Regions from separate parts of the Mus musculus genome. Here regions 1 and 3 are each linked to region 2. Evidence: chromatin contacts called from public HiChIP or PLAC-seq and promoter capture Hi-C data. All regions are on one chromosome and are shown on one strand. The core of a region is the stretch at or near the end of the contact, and the rest is flanking DNA. Distances in the headings are between cores, read along the strand shown.

Region 1 (4,575 bases), core at 999-3,498, 2.6 Mb before region 2:
GTGTAGCCCTGGCTGTCCTGGAACTAGCTTAGATTGATTTTTAAATGAGCAAACAACTTAGAGGACTTTTCTCCCAAGAAAATACAAGTCGCCAAATGAAAAACTGTTCAACATCATTAATCATCAGAGAAATGATATCAAAACGCCAGCGACCTGTCCCCATAGTCACTAGTGACTATCACTGCAAATAAAAAACGGAGCTGCCACGCTCTGCCAGACATTGGGAAGCTGGAACCACGCGGATCGTACGAAAATGGTGCAGCCGGGCTGGAAAAACAATGTGCTGGTTCCTCAAAAATCAAAATTAGAATTACCATATGACCCAAGAATCCCACTTCTGGGTATATATGCAGAACTGAAATCAGGCTTGTAGACACTCATGCTCATAGGCACATTACTCAACACAAAAGAGGTGGAAGCAACCCAAACATCATTGACAGGGACTAAGTAAGAATTTGTGACAGCTAGTGTCAAAGCTTAGACCTGTGCTCAATCTCTACACTATGTGGGGAGAGACCTATTCCTCTGCACGCACGCATGCACGCAACGCGCTAAATAAATACCCTCCAAAAAGAAAAGGTGATGTTAAATGTGTATGTGCACAGCCACACCTAGGCACATGGGTATATAAATAATAGAATACTGTTCAGCAATTTTAAAAAAGGAAATCTGTCGCGGGTTGCAATATGGATGAAATCTGAAGTTAGTAAGTAAATAGATAATGCAGACATGCAAAGTCAAATTCTGTACGATTTCACATAGATCAGGTACCAAATTAGACTAGTCTATGAGAATGGACAGTAGCAAGGGAGCTACCAGGAAACAGGAGAGTACAGGGGGTTACTTAACTGGTGTAAGATAAAAAACAAAAAAATACCGATCCTGTGGTACGCATGAAAATACTTAACACTACTAAACTGTACACCTAAAAATGATAATTTTTATTTCACACTTTTTACAATTAACTTTTCTTTCACTATCTTTTCCTGCCCTGTCCCAATGCTAACAAAAAGGTAAAGTGAAAATCAGCAGAGATAAAAGGCTTCAACGATGTAAAAAGAATTAAGAAAACAATAAATTAAAACAGGGGGCTGCTTATCAAGTTTCCTCTTAATCCTCTTAACCTGGAAATTCTTTCAACAACAGTTAAATGTCATCCTATGGGCATGGGAAAAAAAAAAAAAGACAAAACCAAAAAACGGTAGTAAAGGCCTTGTAGAGATTAAAACTCAGTGCCTATTATGACTTTGCCCATTCCTATACGACCTTGGGCAAGGTATTTTCATTCATTTCATTCATTCATTCATTCATTTGGCAAAAGTTTCTGCACATGGTCAAATAACACGGTACTTTTCTGAGGAATAAGAGGGGCATATAAAATACTAGGCACAACTCGTGGCGCTTTGTGAGTGTTGTGTTGACTGTAGAGTTAGACAATGAATAAGGTGAATTAAAGTAGGGTAAGTCCATAGCCTACTCTTTAGCGATGTACCGAACTTGCGGGTACTTACGGTGCCATATCAAACCAGACACTATTTAGGAATCATCAATAACTTCACCATCCCTTTCGAAAGTGGAGCTGTCTTGTAAGGGCTCTCTCCTCCCTGGGAAAAGCAGTGTCATCTAAGGTATTCGAAGATACTTGCTTAAGGAACGGACAAATTACAGAACCCGGGGATGGTGAAGCCCGAGAAGCCGCTGGAGTCCCCGCTCCTGTCACTTCACAGGGGCCTAGGCTGATCTGGGGAGGGGACCCGTCACCCAGCACCCCACAGCGCCCCGCCTGTGTCCCTGAGTGCTGGAGCGGCCGCGGCCGGCGGGGCGCAGGGCGCGGGGGCCGGGGTCACGGCGGGGGCCGGGGCTCACCGCGCGCGGCCGGCAGCGGGTACAGCTTCTCGGCCTTCTGGAGGAAGCGCTGGGCCTTGTCGCGGTTGCCGGCGCTCAGGGCCTCGCGAGCGATCTGCACGCATTTCTCCGCCTCGTCGCGGTTGCCCTCCATGGCTCGCGCCTGCCTCGGTGTCCGCGGCCGCGCAGCTGCGAGGGGGGCCCGCCGCGGAGGAGGCGAGGCGGCCGGGCGGGGCACGGCGCGGCACGGCGCGGGGAGGAGCGGGCACCGCGGCGGCGGCCCGGCGACGGGCGGCCTCGCAGCTCCGCCTCCTCACGGCCGCCTCCCCGCCCCCCGCGGCCGCAGCGGCGCCAGCCGCGTCCCTCCCGGGCCTGGCGGACCGTAAAGCCGACGCGGTAACCCGGGAGGAGGGCGGGGAGGCCGTGGGTTGGCGGAGCGCGGACGCCCCGGCCCCTAGGCTCCGGTGTGGCCCGGAGCCCGCCTTCCGCGCCACCGGGGTGGGGACAGGGACCCTCACGACCAGATCCACAAGGATCAGAGGCCAGGCCTCCTGGCCCTTAGGTCTTGGGAAGCCCTGGGCCTCCGTTAGGGAGTGATTGCCGCATGGATTCGTCCTACAGGCGCTTCCTGCTTTGGATCGGAAGCCCTGGAACCCCCAACCCCCGCAGTTCCCCAGCCCTTCTCAGCGGCACATCTGACCCACCTGCCACCTGGCAGGTACAATGCAGCTCTTTGGGTTAAAGCAGCTGTAAGGCAGGAAGTTCTTTCATCCACATAGGCTGCTTAAGCACCTCCTATTCTGTTTGATTTGCTCCAGGAATTAGGATACATGTCTTAAGGCTCAGGGAGGGGAAAGGGGTCAATGTATAATAATGGAACATGCTTGGCATGAATCAAGATGTGACTAGCATTTCACACCTGTGTCTGGTCACTAAAAGCAAATTATATCCGAAGTTCATTCGGTGGAGGTACTTTCGTTGTACCCTGAGGGTCTCTGTACTTGTGTCCCACCTTAGGATACAGGCCCTTTCACATTAGTTAACTGTCAATTGGGGGGGGGGGGGACGCCAAAAGCAGTTACCTCCAGCTTCTTCCCAAGTTTTAAGACCCTAAGAGGTCATATGATACAAAGAAACAACAAAAGTACCACGGGGTTATGACTACAGATGCACTGTTTAATTAGTAAGCAGAGAATGTACTTGTTGCTGAGTGAGATCTAAGGTAAGTCCCGATTATTAAGCAAGTTTAAAGCTAGTTTGGGATATGACCTTTATTGAGCTTATCCACCAGAGTGGAAACAATGTCTGTACAAAACCAAATGCTTGTTACTATAACTTCTGCATCACAATTAAAATCCAAACAGTTTTTTAAAAACAGTCAACTCAATCAAAACCCACTACTTCAGAATCAATAGCTTCTTTGAAGCCACAGTAACACTTAAATATGGTTAAGACTCGAATGCAGAAATTTGGTTGGTTGGAAGGCTAATTAAGCCTCCAACTTGCTCAAATAGAATTACAAAAAGGCAAAATTGTGTTTTTCACAGAGATACAGTCCACTGGAATCACCAACACTGGACAGCTGTTAGGAATATTTAGAGTCCTGAGATAATAAGGAATCCAGGCATCCTTAAACAGTCTTCTGTTGTCCTTTCTTCCCGATCAGCGATTTGTGGATGTGTGGGATGACACCTAGGAGAGGGACACAGATTAAGTCTACCTTCTGGATAAACATTTAAAAAAACAATACATGAACTCAAAGCAGGTAAAATTCATATACAAAGTGAAAACTTGAGGGATGAACAATGATCTTAGCAAAAACTAAGTGGAAAGCCAAACCCCATGAAAGCACCCTGTACTGAAATCTCTTCTAGAAACAATGGGAGTGTAGGAATTTTCTTCTTAAATAGAATGTTAGGAGTTTAGGGATGACATACCACCACCAGCAATGGTAGCTTTGATCAGAGAATCCAATTCTTCATCTCCACGTATAGCAAGCTGCAAGTGACGAGGGGTGATACGCTTTACCTTTAAGTCTTTTGACGCATTTCCTGCCAACTCAAGTACCTAAAAGGCAAAAAATAAATAAAAATCTGATGATCAATATTCCAACTTACTTTCAATCAAGATCTTTGAACCTCAATGGTGTTATTTACCAACTGTTGTCATTCCCTACTACCTGAATGATAAAATTATGCAGAATTATGCAAAAAAAAAAAAAAAACCACCCAAAAAACCCCGAAGGGGCACGCAATTGCATTTGCAGGAGCAGCACACTCTGGCCCAGCAGCCTCCTCGGCTGAACGCGAGCTCCCTCTAGCGCTCCCTCGGTCTGCGCGCCGCTCTTAGGGCCTGCGAGTTTTCTTGCATCACTTTCCTCCTCTCTCGCCACTTTCCCCCGCCCCCCCAGAGCTTTTCCAGATCACAGGCGTACTCCCGCTTACCTCTGCGGTGAGGTACTCCAGGATGGCTGCGCTGTACACAGCGGCGGTCGCGCCCACACGTCCGTGGCTGGTTGTCCTAGATTTCAGGTGTCGATGAATACGGCCCACAGGGAACTTGATTTTTATGCACACAAACAAACGAACAAACAAGAAAAAAAATGCACAAAGATAGGAAATTCGTTAAGATAAGATGTGCGCGCCAAAGCCAAGGACGGTGGTGGTGCACCAACGCGCCCCGCCAGTTAACACACATGTGATCCGACGCCCCCCCTCCCCAAACCCCAGT
Region 2 (4,074 bases), core at 406-2,905:
CTCTTCTTCTTCTCCTCCTCCTCCTCCTCCTCCTTCTCCCCTCCCTCTTCCCTTCTCCTCCACCTCCTCTTCCTCTCCTTCCTCCTCCTCCTCCTCTTCTTCTTCTTTAGACATGGTCTCACTATATAGCTCTGGCTGTTTTGGAACTCAGTCTGTAGGCCAGGTTGGCCTCAAACTCACAGAGATCCACCTGCTTCTGCCTCCCAAGTGATGGAATTAAAGTTGTGAGTCACTACATCTGGCTTATCCTTTCTCTCTCTCTTTCTTTCTTTCTTTCTTTCTTTCTTTCTTTCTTTCTTTCTTTCTTTCTTTCTTTCTTTCTTTTTTTAAATTCTGTCTTCACACACACCAGAAGAGGAAATCAGATCCCATTAGAGATGGTTGTGAGCTACCATGTGGTTGCTGGGAATTGAACTCAGGACTCTTAACTACTGAGCCATCTCTCCAGCTCTCCTTCTGGCTCATTCTTAATTCCTCTTGTGGGTACTCCAAAAGGGCTGAGAATATAGTTGATGGGGTTGTAACCCTAAAGACTTTTTATGCCAGAAAATATATAACATGCCCTAGTCAGTGGGTTGGTGAGTTTTTTGTCAACTTGACATAAACTAGAGTCATCTGGAAAGAGGAAATCTAAATTAATAATATGCCTCCATCAGATTGGCATGTAGACAAGTGTGACAAGACATTTTCTTGACTAATGTTTGTTGGGGGGTAGGGCCCAGACCACTGTGGGTCCCCATGGCGGTCCTGGAGCCTATAAAAAGGCAAACCGAGGTAGCCATAGAGAGCAAACCTGTAAGCAGCATCCCTCCATAGCTTCTATTTAGTTCCTGCCTTGAGTGTCTACCGCAAATTCCCTTCTTTGGACTGTGAGCCTGTGATATGAAATACATCTTTCTTCCCCATGTTGCTTGTGCTCCTGGTGTGTATCACAGTTACAGGGGGCTGTCACTTTGCCCACGTCCCCAGAGCAGCGTGCATGCTCAGGATCTAAAGTCTTGTTTAGGCATACTCTGATCCCAGAGCTGCGTTCTGAACTCCTGGAGGGTGGAAACGGTATGCAATCCACACGTGATTATCTCCTGTGCCTGCTTAGCTCAGAGAAGACATGCAGGTGTCTGCTGAACCTTCAAACCTATGAATCGGTAATCCAGCACCCACCCACGATGCAGCATCTGTATCTGCTAAGGGGCGGGGCCGTCTCAGAGGGAAAAGAGAGTAGACCTGCTCCAGGCAACTGCTCCACGGTCCACCTTACTTGCTGGGGGCTTAAAGCTCCCTGCCGTTAATGTTTTGGTGAAATCAATCTCACCGGAGTCTGAGCAAGTGTGTGACAAGAAGCTGATGCCTGGCAAGTAAGAGGGCTACAGCTCACGTGCTCTGAGCAGGCATCACATTGTCTAGGGTCTAGACTTGAAGATCCTCAGCACCCAGTCCAAAAACTGAGAGCTAAAACAAAAACAAGGAAAACCCCCGCTCGAACACACACACACACACACACACACACACACACACACACACACACATTCCCGTACCAGCTATGCGCATGGGTTGTTTGCTCGGTGCTACTCACCTCATTGCTGGCAGTCTGCGCAGGCCTCCTGGCTTCCGTTGAGTGGGAGTTGAGCCTAGGTTTACCAAGGCGTGCTAGGTTAGGGCGGTGCTGTGGCTGGGGGCCGGCGGAAAACAGGGAGGTCCAGTGGCGCGGGGCGGGGTAGGGAGGGGCGGGGCAGGGAGGGGCAGGGCGGGGCACACTCTCAGTTCAGGGCTCTGCTCATTCAGCCAGAGGGAGACCCTGGCCCACGCGCCCCAGCTTCCAGCAGCCTCTGGCCACCTCTCAAGGCTAAGAGCAGCAGGCTCTCTCACTGTTCCTGAATCTCCTAAATTCTGTAATCCGACGCAAATTCCAGGACTCTCAGTGTCTTCTCACAGGCAGGGTTCTTTCCTTCAGGTGACAAATGGCGGAGTGAAACCTTGGGCCAGTGTCTGTCACTGTGAGCCTCTTGCTATGTTGTTTTACTGTAACGCTCCCTCCCATCAGCCATTTAATTTTTTATTTCTGACTTCCAGTTTGGTGTCTTCCTCCCTCCCCCCCCCTCCCCGTTTAAATCGGAGTTGGAGTTTGTTAGGAGATTTTAACATAGATTTTAAATATTAGGGGTAAGGGGATGAAATTCTCCCAAGCAGAAAGATACATCCAAGTCCAAGTGGGGGTTTATGAGCATCTCAAAGGAGTTGCTCTCGTCCATTATCTGGTCTTACTCTTTGAGCAAGTGCTAAGTTCAGTCTTGGATTTCAAGCATGCAGGTGTATTAAGCACATTTCTATTCCAGACAGAAATCCTCCGAATGAACCTAGGCTCCATCCAGTACCCTTTCTCAGAGGAAATGAAATGATTCTTTTCCTAAAACGAACTCATTTTCTAAAACTTGCAAAAATTTCCATTCTCATTGGCTTCCTCTTCCTGCAGAACTAAGACATATTTTCCTCCCCCAACCCTTTGGTCATATGATGTTCATTTGATATGCCTTGATTTTATTGGCGTGAGTGGAAAACATTGAACTTTTGGGCTAGATTCACTCTGGTTTCATTGCTTGTAACCTCTGAGCTCTGACAGAAGTAACGGAACATCTCTCTGTTGCAGAGGTCACTGTGTTTAAACGAATTCATTTGTTTTTAACTATGTGTGTTCCTGCTCACAACACACATGATGCTCTACTCCTGAAGGGACTCTGGTCAGCTTGAGGTGGCAAGCATGGCTCAGGCATTTCCCTCTGCACTGCTAAAACCATTAGATTCCATTCCTAAAGCTAGCCACCTAGGCTCATTCCCTTAATTGGCCACTTCTTTCTCCTGAGGCTGACTACCAAGGTCCAACTATCAAAGGATTGAAGTCCAGCAATTGAAAGCCCCTTCGGTTCATCTAATTAACATGCCTGATTAAAATTAAACACTTCATCCTAACATGAGGTTTCCCCTTGTACCTTAAACTGCCATTTTCCTGTATGCCACATCTGTCACCTCTCTATCCAGAGGCAGTCCTTGATCACCTTCTGGGATAAATATCCCTGCCCCCTCTCCCTTGTCTTTTATCTCCTATCTTTGAGTCTTACTCCCTGCCCTCTGTTTCTCTGGAGCAAATAAATCTTTGTGCTGGGTACTTGGTCCTAGAGGTCCTGAGTAGATACTTTTTCTAGGAACTCCACTGTTCCATTCATTCATTCACTAGGTAAGAAGTTACAGCATTTTGATTATAATAATAATAAAAAAAACCCAAGACAAAACAAACAAAAGTCAAAGCATTTAGCCTAAATTCCTAATTTCATAAACTAAAGAACTAGGCATGGTGGCACAGTCTATATTGTGCCTCAGCACCTCAGCAATCCTGAGGCAGGGGAATGGTGAGATAAAAGCCAGTGTGAGCTACCTAGTAAGAAGCTGATTTCTAAAAACAAAGACCAGAAACTAAAGCAAAAAGGACAGGGCAAGCTGGGTGGCTGGGTCAGTCTGTCATTTGCTCGTGGAACACCTGACCAGAGCGCTAACGACCTTATCATGGGAGTCGTTGGCAGAGCTAGTCCAAGCACCCATTTGTTGTGAATTTCGATTCAAATCCATCATCTGCACCATCTTCATACGTGGAGTTAGCCCTTCACTGTGAGCCTACAGTTATCCTGGCTAATGCAGTCTCTCTGAGAAAAGGCAGAGAGTAAGGAGCTGGTTTTGATATGATCTTTTGAGGTAACAACAAACAGCTTGCACACACAACCTTAAAGCTGAAAGAAACCACTTGTAAAGAATGCTTATAGAGTTATCATTCATAAATTCACATAAACTTCTAGAATAATTTTTTTATTTCACTTGTCTCAGGTTACTGATTTACTTACATTTATGCAGAGCCTACTTTCTAATTCATGTGCTGTTGTTATCCTGGAAACCAGTGAAAAAACATCTCTGAACTTAATCTCCAAAAATCCTCTCAAATTGACCGTATTGCACGTTAATTATATATTCTTAGCTCCATATTGGATATAATTGCTGATTTTAATAAGCAATGTCTAGACTAAGAAAACA
Region 3 (3,971 bases), core at 338-2,837, 2.3 Mb before region 2:
AGCTCTGCATTTGGTCACCTACCTTCCAAATTAATCCTACTACTTGGCCGGGTGCCATGCCACACTGCGGCCACGAGCCTTCCTCTCCTCTCCTGGTTTTCTATGTCATTAGCTCACTTAGAGGGCACTGCTTGTTTTTTGTTTTTTGTTTTATTTTTTAAATTCCAACAAATAGATTCCAAATCATATCTGTATTTTTATCCACATTGAAGACAGACAAATTTAGAATTATAATATTATCTTATAGATGAAGAAAATCTAAAGAGCTTAAGCCACTTAATATATGCTCACACCACTCTTCCATAGTTGAATAGTCTGTCAGATTAGAAATTGACGTTTCAAGTTGCAAATGATGATTCCTGTAGAACCAGGGCTGTTCAAGTTTTCTTCTGACATTAATGCACAGTGGGTGCATTTCATAATAGAATCTTACTTAGCAACGAAAAGGAACTCACTGATGAGGTAAGTGTATAACTCTACAACATCACACGGTGGGAAAGCAAACCGAACTGAGAAGAGCATATACACTTATTATTTAACATTCTAAAAGCAAAACTAACGTGGTAACAAAATGCCGAAGGATGGTCTTCTGGAGACGGGAAAGAGAAGGATTAGGTGGCAAACAGAAAAGGGAGAATTTGGGGGGGGGGGGGGAGGGGGGACGGACGTGGTGGTGCTAGCTACACAAGTAAGCGCATGTCTTTAAACACACCCAGCCTGTACACTTAATGTTCCAACCATGAGATAGGGAACTTCATCCCCAAGAGCCTCTTAGCAGACTGGAACAACGCATTATTCCCCTTACGTTTGTTTTTGGTGGGCAGACAATGCAAAGGAAGTTTAGAAAGAGATCTCAGATGGGTTTCATAGTCCTCTGTGTCTCTAGGAGGAGATGAAGTCTCGCGCACTCAGGCAGGGACGCTTACACTAGAGAGGGGCCCCGCAACCTTCGGATAGGAAAGAGGTGGACAGCCCAGAGACTCACCACTTAGCAGACTCCCAGGGTGATAGCCACCGTCCAACAACTCTGAAATGCTGGCCGGGTTCTTACTGCTCAAACTGCCCGTTGCAACCATGGTCAACGGCTCTGTTTCCCTCGCGGAGCAGAACGGATCTTTCCCTAGGCGCTGGGAGGAAAAAGTGAGAAGTTTGCAAAAGCACGCAAGAAGTGCACAGGCTCCTCAGAGTCCCGGCATCGCCAGGGCGAACTAGCCCGGGCACTGCCCTTCCAAAGGGAGGGACCAGCCTTAGCAACTCAAGTTGACAAAGCCCTAGGAGCGGAGGCGCCAACTAAAGCCAACAGGCTGGAAGTAGCTGGAAAGTCAGCACAACTGGGAAGCGACCCTGCCCTATCCCGCCTCCTCGGGTCGCTCACCTGCCGGATTTCACCAGACGCTGAAGGGTAAACCGAGGCAGGCGCCCCTCAGTAGTCCGAAGCTTGGACAGTGGTCCCCTGCACAGTCCTGCAGCAAGCCGAAGGCTGCGGGCCACCGCGCCCACCAGCACAGGCTGCACCCGGCCGCTCCGCCTCCCGAATGGAGAGCGCTTTATAGGTCCCGCCTCTCCTCCTGGCCGGCACGCCCACCTGCGCCACTCGCTCGGGCCCGTGCCCCGGCCCGCCCCTGCAGGGTCAGGTCACCTTTCAGTTCCTTCCCAGGCAGGGGCCCAGGCAAGCCCCTGGGAGTTGGTGATCAGCCTCGCCTTGGGCGGACACCTGCTGCTTCCTGAGTTGGCCACTGGTCACCCTGAGTTGGCCACTGGTCACCCTCCTAAAGAGCATCTCCCTTCGGCCACTAACCTAGATTCTTTGGCGTGAGCCCCTGCCCACAGCTTGCCTGCTTCCAGGCTCAGACTGCTCAGGTTTTGGCTATGGAACTTTTCAAGCAGCTAGAAGCTCCAGGTCCTGTTAGGCATGACCCAAAACTTTGCTGTGTCATTCTGAATAAGTATTTGGCTTAGTTGACACTGTGCTCTGTGAGCATCCTTTATGCCCATGTTCTGACTCTAACCCATCAGCTCCAGTCCGCACCCAGTCTCCCCGCAGGTGGTCGGGATGTGGTAAGGGCTCTCTAGCTTCAGCTGCACTCAGGAATCAATGGGGCATCTTTGGGGATACTACATCTGTGACTAAACCGTTTTTCTCCGCGGCCAGGGCGAGCCTGGCCCTGTTCTAAGACCTGGCTTCGAAAGGCACAGAACTTGAATTGAAGAGGGCCAGTGCCAAGAAACTAAACAAAACCACTAACAGGATCTCAGTTGCCTGCTCCAGCCGCAGGATAGTTAGGAGCAATTGCCATTCCCAGAAGCAAAAGTTCCCGGTGGGCTTGTTTGGGAAGAAGTTTAAGCTTTAGTGGTCTTTAAAAAGCTTGTGGGGCATGAGAATAAAGAGTTGTCCTGCTAGGATAAGCTCTGCGACTCTTTCCGGGGAGTCTTGAGCAAGAGGGAACAGAGGGTCTGGGACACCACTAAAAGCACGATGCCAAACGTTTTCTTCTAACTTTACTAAGCCACCCTTCCTGCTGCCCTGCGCCAGTGGCACAGGGTTTGCAATGGGTGGGCGTTCCCAGCGAGGTTGCTGAGGTTGCTGAGATGGTTGAGGTGGATCAGAAAAGGAAGAGACCGAGATACTTGGGGTGAGGGTGAACCTCATTCAAGGCCAGGTTCCAGCACCACTCCCGCACACTTTGGGTCCCCACGTGCAAGGAAGGACCTGCAGGTTAGGGCCTTGAGAAGTAGGATCCGCTGTCCAGGCTAAAAAAACTCTCAGAAGGAAAAACAACAACAAAAGTGGTAAAGAGAGTGTGATAAACAGATCAGTGGGAGGACACTTGCAGGCAGAGCAACAGAAACTAAAGCCAGCTTGAAGGTCCATTTTTAACTCTCCCGAAGCAGCTGCACTGCTCAAGGTCAGGCAGGCTCAGGCACGGGATGCTGATAGGCTGGGGAAAGCAGATTTCCACTTCTATTTTAATAACAAAAGTGGAAAACAAGCAATCCCATTTAAGCCGGTTAGAATGGGTCCTTTAGCTGCTACAGAGCCGCTGGTCCTTATCTAGTCAGCCTTGTTAATGACAGCTGCGTCCTCCCTGCTTCAAGGAATGTTATTAGTGTTATGATAGTAAGTGATCAGAATGGACGTGGGTAGAATAGAGAAAATGCAGCATTTCCACTCGGGTATTTAGGCATAATTCATACTTCCACCGGGACAAAGTTATAGAAAGTTCTAGAATGTGGTATTTACTTTTGGCTCACCTAGCTACAATTTTATATCACTCTCTGGGCTTTTATCTCAGAAGGCAATTTACCCATATGCAAAAATTTCAAATAAGAGCATTCTTTTTGACTGAACGAGTGATGCTATCAGGAAGCTTAGGGCAGGAGGAATCAGGAGGTGTAGAGCATATACCTGCAGTAACCGACAGAGATTGTCTTTCTTAAAGGTCACCTAACATGATTTCAAGCCACATGCTCTCACCAACTTCTATCTTTGCATCTAAGTAGATGACTTAAGAAAATGAAATATTTTAAGGATTCAAACAGAATCAAGAAAAACCAAGACTACTGTATTAGTCAGGGTTCTCTAGAGTCACAGAACTTATGGATAGTAAAGGAATTTATTGATGACTTACAGTCGGCAGCCCAATTCCCAACAATTGTTCAGTAGAAGCTGTGAATGGAAGTCCAAGGATCTAGCAGTTACTCAGTCTCACGCAGCAAGCAGGCGAAGGAGCAAGAGCTAGACTCCCTTCTTCCAATGTCCTTATATTGTCTCCAGCAGAAGGTGTAGCCCAGATTAAAGGTGTGTTCCACCACACCTTTAATCCCAGATGAAAGGTGTAGCCCAGGTTAAAGGTGTGTTCCTTAAACTCTGAGATTCAATCTTCTGGAATCCATAGTCACTATGGCTCAAGATCTCCATACCAAGATCCAGATAAGGATCTCCAAGCCTCCAGATAAGGGTCACTGGTGAG

What was found. Promoter capture Hi-C pulls out the DNA fragments that hold promoters and counts their contacts. HiChIP or PLAC-seq counts read pairs in DNA pulled down with a chosen protein or histone mark.
Region 1: a contact with region 2 is called in an H3K27ac HiChIP or PLAC-seq map of thymic regulatory T cells, with 11 times the contacts expected there. The contact joins the promoter of Dnajb14 here to the promoter of Slc9b2 in region 2. A contact is called at or near these places in 2 of 39 promoter capture datasets (hippocampal neurons and liver), 8 of 115 datasets of contacts at active chromatin or transcription factors (astrocytes, differentiating embryonic stem cells, embryonic forebrain and 5 more) and 1 of 9 other capture datasets (adipose tissue).
Region 3: a contact with region 2 is called in a promoter capture Hi-C map of hippocampal neurons, with 5 times the contacts expected there. The contact joins the promoter of Ddit4l here to the promoter of Slc9b2 in region 2. A contact is called at or near these places in 3 of 39 promoter capture datasets (embryonic stem cells, hippocampal neurons and liver) and 1 of 9 other capture datasets (liver).

Annotation. Positions count from the first base shown.
Region 1 is chr3:137,865,348-137,869,922 of GRCm38.p6, reverse strand. Dnajb14 (DnaJ heat shock protein family (Hsp40) member B14) reads right to left here and starts at 2,248. Exons shown (of 8, transcript NM_001033155.1): 1 at 1,867-2,248. The coding sequence starts at 1,999. It overlaps H2az1 (H2A.Z variant histone 1), which reads right to left. Exons shown (of 5, transcript NM_016750.3): 3 at 4,290-4,403; 4 at 3,783-3,912; 5 at 3,001-3,537. The coding sequence ends at 3,476.
Region 2 is chr3:135,305,281-135,309,354 of GRCm38.p6, reverse strand. Slc9b2 (solute carrier family 9, subfamily B (NHA2, cation proton antiporter 2), member 2) reads right to left here and starts at 1,655. Exons shown (of 13, transcript NM_178877.6): 1 at 1,574-1,655. All of the region lies in intron 1 of Gm46826 (a long non-coding RNA gene), which reads left to right.
Region 3 is chr3:137,621,288-137,625,258 of GRCm38.p6, reverse strand. Ddit4l (DNA-damage-inducible transcript 4-like) reads right to left here and starts at 1,587. Exons shown (of 3, transcript NM_030143.4): 1 at 1,376-1,587; 2 at 986-1,127. The coding sequence starts at 1,076.